Regions from separate parts of the Macaca mulatta genome. Here region 1 is linked to region 2. The links are chromatin contacts, called in public Hi-C maps. All regions are on one chromosome and are shown on one strand. The core of a region is the stretch at or near the end of the contact, and the rest is flanking DNA. Distances in the headings are between cores, read along the strand shown. Region 1 holds the start of AMMECR1L (AMMECR1 like). Region 2 holds the start of UGGT1 (UDP-glucose glycoprotein glucosyltransferase 1).

Evidence for each region. A called contact is a pair of places that touch in the nucleus more often than the background predicts.
Region 1: a Hi-C map of liver shows a contact between it and region 2, with 5 times the contacts expected there. The contact joins the promoter of AMMECR1L here to the promoter of UGGT1 in region 2. A contact is called at or near these places in 5 of 14 Hi-C or Micro-C datasets (CD4 T cells, cortical neurons, fetal cortex germinal zone and 2 more).

What each region holds. Positions count from the first base shown.
Region 1 is chr12:9,387,058-9,391,658 of T2T-MMU8v2.0, forward strand. It overlaps AMMECR1L (AMMECR1 like), which reads left to right and starts at 3,093. Exons shown (of 9, transcript XM_015109827.3): 1 at 3,093-3,665. All of the region lies in intron 1 of WDR33 (WD repeat domain 33), which reads left to right.
Region 2 is chr12:9,194,116-9,198,505 of T2T-MMU8v2.0, forward strand. UGGT1 (UDP-glucose glycoprotein glucosyltransferase 1) reads right to left here and starts at 2,958. Exons shown (of 41, transcript XR_003721203.2): 1 at 2,733-2,958.

The sequences.
Region 1 (4,601 bases), core at 1,843-4,342, 190 kb after region 2:
CTCCTCAGAGTAATATGGCTTAACAAACAAAACAGTGGAGGGCTTATTTGTTTATTTAAACTACTTTACACCTCTGAAATATTCAACCCATGTAGGCATCTGTATATACAAAGATTTCTTTTAATCAGATCAGTGCTGATCATACCTTTGAAGTGCCCAAGTGGACACAGTGATGGAGGACACACAGGAGACACGGGCCATCTCCAGAGTCTCTCTGGGCCTGCCTTTTGTGGAGGGGAGAGCACAGATGCAGACCAAGGCCAGACTCACTTCAAGTTGAGAAATGGGACAAATGAGACACATAAAATCGACATCACCCACCAACATCCTGTCTGAAACCTTACTTCATTCCTACTGGTTAGCAAATGCCTTTAGCTCACTGACTGCTCACAAAAAGGAGCAAATCCAGAAGAATGTGTATGCCCAGTATACAGGCTAACTTCATGCTGATCTCAACATTCGAATGCCCACGAGGCTGTTACTGAGTATTTTCACCACGCCAATCTGATAAGGTTTATAATGTATAGATTTACTGGTATTTAAATCTCATAACATCCCTATGAGGCAGGAATGCTATAATCCTCCTTTTACAGATGATAAGCCTGAGTCACTGACGTAACTTGTTCACAGGTATTCACTGTCAGGGCTGGGATCTGAATCTATGCAGGCTGATTCCCCAGTGGACTCTCAACCATTACTACATATTCTTCTTTTTTTTTTTTTTTTGAGACGGAATTTCGCTCTTGTTGCCCAGGCTGGAGTGCAATGGTGCAATCTCGGCTCACCGCTACCTCTGCCTCCCAGGTTCAAGCAATTCGCCTGCCTCAGCCTCCCGAGTAGCTGGAATTACAGACATGCACCACCATGCCCGGATAATTTTGTATTTTTAGTAGAGACGGGGTTTCTCCACGTTGAGGCTGGTCTCGAACTCCTGACCTCAGGTGATCCGCCTGCCTCAGCCTCCCAAAGTGCTGGGATTACAGGCGTGAGTCACCGCGCCCAGCCACTACTACATAACCATTCAAGATAAGAAATGATAAAAGTTGTACATGAGGGAGGCAGACAATTTGTTCTGGGGTATTCGGATGAGTGGTACAGCTACGTCACAGCCGATTGGAGTGACATTTAAGGATCATGCAGAGGCCTTGAGCCACCCAGCTTCTCTGCAGTTCTGCTTTCCCAAGTATATTATCTGCCCACTGCTTGTTGGTTTCCTTCCTTATTTATTCAGTTGGGCTACAAATAATTGTATGCCTATTACATACCAGGTTTCTGTATTATGTACAGGAAATGAGAAGATAAATAAGAGACAGCCTCTTCCATATTTATGGCATACACTGCCCTCAGTTTAGTTTCTTTCTCCTGTTCAAAATTTCATTCTGTTTATTTTTGCATCAGTTCAGGCTGTTGCTTACGTGAGGTAACCTCAAAGTGACTTTTTGAAAGTCCTGACCCTTTGCCTTTCAACATCATTTAAGAACAGCAACAGCATCTGGATCTCTCAGTAAAATGCCTTTTCAACAGCTCAAAGCCAGGCTTGTTTTTGTTTTAATTTGGGAATGTTTCAAGTGAAACTTAGTTCCATCATTTAATTCCTGGCAGCCCAATAACCAGGGAGCAGTAACTCCCTTATCTGTGGGCTGTTTAATGACTATCTAGTACCACCCTGGGAGCAATAGACTAAGGCCTTCTTCCAGATGCCATGTTTTAAGGCTTTCAGCTGGAAAGACCATCACTCTGTAACATTTATTCTGATTATTTTAAGTCAGGATTTGGCCGCCTTATTCAGAAACAAACCAAAAAGCCTGGCCCCTGACTTTCTGCCTCCTGCACTTCTGGCTCTAGGCCATATGAGCATCTAATTTCTAGTTTTTCAGACAGAGAAGGTTAGAAACTGGTAACCGTGGCCTCAACAGCAGATAAGCACATCAAGTCTGTGACAGGAATTAGGAAGACTGCTAGAGAATTATTTTTAAAGTCATCTCTTGTTCCACAAAGCATAGTTGTCTCTTCCTTTTTGTCCTCCTTGCCCATTCTCTTTGAGAAGTCCAGGTCTGAGAGGCACCAGACACTCAATCGACTAGGGTTTTGCTGCCTATAGGTAATTATGCTAAAAGTCTGCAGTAGTAGATCTTATGCTGGCATAATTATGCATTCGAGAGCAGAAGGTTTTTGCTGGAAAGCTTCACTGTTAGATATGATTTGCATTTTTTACTAGATACTTGTCTTTGGTCTTTGAGGACAGACATATTAAGGATTCCTTTGTGCAACAACACAAAAGCAAAACACAAAACAGCCCATATGTGAGCATGAGGCCGTTTTTTAATACAAGAAAGACATTGCTCTAGAACAGGGTTCGCCTTTGCTTCAGGGCCTAACAGTTTATTTTGGAGCCATAAGGGTAAGGAAGCAGGTCAGAAATGACTTTTAGTGTAACCCTATCTGTAATTAAAAATAAATGCTGTCATAAGATCAAATGTTATCAAAAATCAGTATTTTAAATTAAATTTACCCCGAAGTTTCTTTCAAAAAAAATCTGTAATGTTCTTTTTGAGTGACGCTTTTGCCCTGCTAGAGCTGAAGAATGTGATCAATCGGCTTGTTGAATAATCCTGCACAGTAGGCATTCCGCTGAAGCCAACTCTAGCTGGGGGCTCGGGAGCGAAAGACACAGATGGGGCCCGGCCGCCCCTCGAATCGGATGGGCGCGCCCGTTCCCGGTGCATCAAGAGGCTGGCCCGGCCAGGGGAGAGCGGCTGGCACCGAACCCCACGCACCTCCCCGCGGGCGGGGCCGGGCAGTCGTCGGCTCGATTTAAAGCTGGTCTCGAAGGTTGCGGCCGGTCAGGCGAGGCGAAGCAACGTGAGCGAGGGTGCTTAGGGAGAACAGCCGCGGGCAGCTCAATGCTGGGTGGCCAACGCGCTACAGCTCCCGGCAGCAACCCAGCCGACAACCCGACCCGGATCCCGAGCTGCGTAGCGGACAATACTGCGCGCCCGTCCCGGACTACGACTCCCGGCGGGCTCTGCGACCGCTCCGGGGCGGCCCAGCGTGCACTGCGCCGGCCAGCTTGACAGCCAGGCGCCCCAGTCGGCTAGCTCTGCGCCCGGCCAGGGACGCTGGCCTTCTCGCGGTTTTCCCCCGATGTCTCTCTTTACTCCAACTGCCTGAAACTCGGCCCCACGAATGGCAGGCAGCGTCCAAAATTCAACCCCGTAGAGCCAGCACCAGCCAATAAGGCGCACGGATAGAGGCCACGTGACAGCAGTGGGCCGGCCCTCCGGCTGAGCCCAGATCTCTATGGTTTCCGCGGCTCGCTAGAGGGAGTGTGGTCCACTGGAGGACTCCCTACATTCTTCCTCCATTACCTCACTGCCTCCGGTGGCTGCTGGGATACCGGAGGACTCGGGTCCCGGCTCGACTCAGTCCTCCAGCCGCCCGGGGAATACCTCTAGTTCTTCCCGGCCGCCGCCGCCGCCCCGCCGCTTCCTCCTCCGCCAGCCGGCCTCCTTCGCCCCGCCCCGTCCGCGCCGCGCGTCCGGCCCGCCCGCGGGCCAGCTTCTCTCGGGAGCCCCCACCCAGGCGCATGGCTCCATGAAGCAGAAGGAGGAGGCAGAGCACGAGAGGTCCCGTCCGCCCCAGCCGCGTCTGGGCCAGGAGAAAAGGTGGGAAACTCAGGCTGCGCCGCGCCCTCCTCCTCCCCGCTGCCGGGCCCGGCCTCCCTCGGGCCGCCGCCGCCTTGCCCGCCGGGCCTGTTCTCGCCGGGTCGGGCGGCGGGGCCGGGAGGAGACCCCGCGGTCCTGGGGCGAGGGTCCCGGGGCAGCGTGGGGGAGGGGTCCCGGGCGGCGGGGGGGCCTCAGGCCCTGTCCCAGCGGAGGGCAGGGGGTCGGGAGGCACTGCCGGGGAGGGGCGGGCGGCGCCGTGCCCCGGGCCGCGAGGCTCGGCTCCCGCTCCTGGTCCTTGTCTGCACTCCCTCCAGGAAGCAGACTCGCTCGTTGTAAAGTTTGGTGGTCTCCGGCGCCGCCTGGTGGCCCCCACCCACCGTCCCGCCGCCCCCTCCCCCGCCCGGCGTCTGGATTCCACCCCCGCGGCTCGGCCCAAGCTGCTCTACCCGTCGCTCCATCGTCTCCCCAACTCCCCAGCGCCCCGGACCCTCTTTCCTCATACCCTCGTTTTTCACCTTTCACCCTCTCCCTCGGCCTGCTTTTCCCCTCCCTGCTCTGGCCTGTCGTTTTCTTAACACTCTTCACACGCGCGCTTCCTCCTCCTCCTCTTCTCTTTTTCCCACCCCTACCCTTGGGCCCTCCTTCCTTAACCTGCGCTGGACCCCTGTTCCGTGATCCGTCCACCTGACACGCTGGGTTTCATGCCTCTCTCTTTCCCAGGCTGTGGGTTGTGCCCTTCACTCTTTGCCCTCCTCCATTCCCTGTCCTGATCTGAACTCCTCTCCTTGCCACGGTCCCTCACCCTTATCCCTCTGGGCCTTATCCTCTTTCACTGCCCTCTCCTAGGATAGAGTGGGTGGGGCCTCTCCCACCCACAGGAGATGTAAACAGTCTCCTGTTTACTTACATCTTTGGGAGTAGCTCCATTCTCTACTA
Region 2 (4,390 bases), core at 1,708-4,207:
CCGGCCACTGCGCTCCAGCCTGGGCGACAGAGCGAGACTCCGTCTCAAAAAAAAAAAAAAAAAAAAAAAAAAAAAAATTACCAGGGCAGGGTAGCACACGCCTATGGTCCTAGTTACTTGGGAGGCTGAAATCAGAGGATTGCTTAAAGCTGCAATGAGCCGGGACAGCACCACTGCACACTGGGCAGTGAGATCCTATCTCAAAAAAAAAAAAAAAAAATCCTTTACCCTTTTTGGAAAACAGGAGAGCAATGAAAATTCTAAGTCATCACCAACTTTTTCTTTTCCCGTTTTTAAACTAAAATAATAGTTTTTTTTAGTTAAAAAAAAAAAAACCAGACTCTTAAAAAACAATATGCAGGCCCAGCAGGGTGGCTCACACCTGTAATCCCAGCACTGTGGGAGGCCAAAGCAGGTGGATGGATCGCTTGAGCTCAGGAGTTCAAGACCAGCCTGGGAGACATAATGAGACCCCGTCTCTACTAAAAATACCAAAAAGTAGCCAGGCATGGTGGTCGCTTGAGCCTGGAGGGTGCAGAAGCTGTAGTGCGCCAAGAACGTGCCACTGCACTCCAGCCTGGGTGACAGCTGTCTCAAAAAAAAAAAAAAAATGCAATCTGCAAGTTTATACACGGCCATCTGAGATTCTATATATGAGATAGTAGCAAGGAAAAATATTAGGAAGTATCTTTTTAAAAAAACAAATTAACTTCTCAAATTATTAAGCATAACACACATTTACTATGTATCTATTAGCAAAGCCATTTCCTGTGAACCACATAAATCTAATTTCAGCTAGAAGTGGTTATTATACATCTGATATGAAAATGATCACATCAGGCCGGGCGTGGTGGTTCACACCTGTAATCCTAAGGGAGGGGATCACCCCTCATATTGTCTTATGCCCAATTTCTGCCTCCAAAGAAAGAAGTAAAAACTAAAATGCAGAAAAGAAATCCACAAGCAGACAGCCCCGCACCACACCCTGGGCCTGGTAGTTAAAGATCGACCCCTGACCTAATGGGTTATGTTATCTATAGATTACTGACATTCTATAGAAAAGCACTGTGAAAATCCCTGTCCTGTTCTCTTCTGTTCTTACTGGAGCATGCAGCCCCCAGTCACATACCCCTTGCTTGTTCAATCGATCACGATCCTCTCACGCGGACCCCCTTAAAGTGGGACAGGAATTGCTCACTTGGGGAGCTCCATTGTTGGAGATGTGAGTCTTGCCAAAGCTCCCGGCCAAATAAAACCTTTCCTCCTTTAACTCGGTGTCTGAGGGGTTTTGTCTGTGGCTTGTCCTGCTACAATCTTAGCACTTTGGGAGGCCAAGGCGGGTGGATCACCTGAGGTCAAGAATTCGAGGCCAGCCTGGCCAACATGGTGAAACCCCATCTTTACAAAAAATACAAAAAATGTGCTGGGCGTGGTGGCACGTGCCTGTAATCCCAGCTACTTGGGAGGCAGAGGCATGAGAATCACTTGAACCGCGGAGGCAGAGGTTGTAGTGAGCCGAGATCGCCTCATTATTGCACTCCAGCCTAGAAGACAAGAGCGAAACTCCATCTCAAAAAAAAAAAAAGAAAAAAGAAAATTATCACATTGTCTTGTATTGTTACAGGGAAACTTAAAAAAGAAAATGCTCACAGACAGCTGCAGGAAAATTCTAAAAGAATTTTCTTCATAGTTTAATATATTCCCCTGAAGTTCAATGTGCATTATAAATGTGCTATGCTACTATACGAGTATTATGCTCACTTCCTTTAGTAAGTTTCATGTGGCCAGGAGTTCAAGATCAGACTGGGACATAACAAGACCTCGTCTCTACAAAAAAATAAATAAGAATTTTTAAAAATAAGCTTCAGCTAAGTTTATCAAAAGGAAGTCAAGTGTTGCTAAATTCGACTTGCTTTAAAAAAAAAAAAAGCAAAGTGAAAGGCTACAATCATTCCAAGTTTTTTGGTGCTGTCTTCAAACGCTTGCCAAGTGTAAGATTATTGAAAGAAAGAGCGCACTTTACACTAAAATTGGCTGGCAAGTGCATCAGTGAATGTTTCCGAAACAGTTAGTGTGGCACAATAAGGCAAAAGACCCCAGGACTTCAAACGAACAAAATATGCTCCTTCTCAAATCTGGCAAGAAATGCAAAACAACTGCAGATTCTGGCCAAGGAACAAAAACAGTTCATATCTATAAGTTATTGGCGACGCTGCAGATCTCAATCTGGCAGGTCCCACACTAAAAGTGAAACCGGATCATCCAATTTCCAGCCAACAGATCACAGTATTAAACGAAAACAGCAACCAAGGCACATCAACCCGAATTCATTTTAGGAAAAATAGAAATCTATTTTAAAAGGCACGTCGTTCTGCAATCAGGGTCCAGCAAAGTGCTGGTTCTCAACTCACTGAGGATCAAGCTTGGTCTAAATTCATGGTAGGACACTTCCCCCACTTCCTTCTGCACTTGGGCACAAGGATCCAAAGCTCTTCAGAAAAGGTTCAAGATCTCTGAACAGAGCCAGCCGCCACCCCCGCGGAAGCGATACCTTGCCAAGACCACCACTGAGGGCAACTCAGGGCGCTCGCGAATAGGGGAAGGGATAGGACACCGGAGGGGAAACTGAGTCACGGTAGAGGCGAAAGCTCAATGTGACGGGGGCACAGGGTCGCCTTGCGCTCCAAACCCTCTCTCCATCCATGAGGCCTCCTCACGCCACCCCTGGGTACCTGTCACCGGCAGCGCAGCCGCGGCACACGCACCGCTCGCGTCTCCCTTGCCGCCTATGCCCGGGCCGTGGTTAGTCCGCCACAGGGCCAGGGACAACGCCAGGGCGGGGCGGGGCTGCAGCGGCGGTGCAGGCTGCGCCAGTGAGAAGCCGACACGCGCCTTTCCCGCGGCTCGGCTCAACACCCAGTCTCGCAAAGCAATTGCCCGGCTGCCGGCCGCCCTCTTACTTCCGCTTCCTAAAGGCGAACGCTAGAGGACTTCCGGCTACCGAGTCGAGACCTAGCAGGCCAGAGCGTCGGGCGGTCGGCGTCTTATCCCCGAGCGGGGGCGTCCGGCGTCTCTCCGCACTTCCGCTCTCCTGGGTGGCGGGTCGGCTGCCAGTCCTCAAGGTCTTGGGAAGGTTCGTTGTGCCAGCAGCTGAGACCCGAAACCTTTAACAGTCGATGAAATCCAATTTGGACTCTGGGACCTACTCCGTTAAACGTTTGTTAAAAGCTGACTCCCTTTAGCCTTTCGGTGGCACAGTAAGGACACTTGGCTTAATGTTTCTGAGCATCTTCGACTTTATACTAAACCCTAAAATGTTGATAGCTACCTTCCAGGGGGGCAGGATGAAAGGAAGACTTTTTAAATTTTAGGAGCCGATTTAGCTTATCTTATTCGGGCAGCGGCAGCTTAGTCTGCAGGGACTGCTTTGTCCATTTATTTATTTATTTATTTATTTATTTTTAACTAATGTAAACCAGTTTAAAATTGTTTTGCAATAGGTAGCATTTAACCCACCCAGAAATGAATGTCTCTTGGAGGGTATGTGTTTAACTATATTAAGTCAAAGTGAATGAAAAGCCAAAAATACTTTTGTATTCTTTTGGATTTGGAGTCTGGCTCTATCTCCCAGGCTGGAGTGCTGTGGCGCAATCTCGGCTCACTGCAACCTCCGCCCCCGGATTCAAGCGATTCTCCCGCCTCAGCCTCCCCAGTAGCTGGGATTACAGGCGCCCGCCACCGCACCGGGCTGATTTTTGTCTTTTTAGTAGAGACGGGGTTTCACTCTGTTAGCCAGGCTGGTCTCGAACTCTTGACCTCAGGTGATCCACCCGCCTCGGCCTCCCCAGTGCTGGGATTACAGGCATGAGCCACCACACCCGGCCCAAGATAATTTTAGGAAATAAACATGAGCCAAGATGATGATGAAGGGGAGGAAGGAAAGGAGGATGAAGGAGATGAGTAATAGAACACTGATGGATTCCAGCCTTCCTTTTTTTTTTTTTTTTAACATTTTCTCCAGTCCCTGGGAGCAAGTTGCAGTCTTTCCCCCCGCCCCCTACTTGTGCTCAGTCTCCCTGTTCTTGAGGTTTCTTTACACTCTGGTTCTCAACTTATTTTGGGGGAAATACCTTGAGCAGAATACAATGGGAAAAGAGGCTCTAACGCTTTCTGTTCGAAATTCATTTTTATCCCTTGCCTGTCTGAGCAAAAACTGTATGGAATCACCACCACCCAGCTCTGTGGAAAAAAAGAAAAACCTACCTCCTTCGCTCTGCTGGAAGCTGGAGGGCTCTAGGCCCCTGCGTAGCAGAGCCTTCAATTCTAGCTTTCTTCCTGCTGGCTCTGTATGTTGGGCTCGGAGAGTACACTGGGTCTCTAGTGAATATGG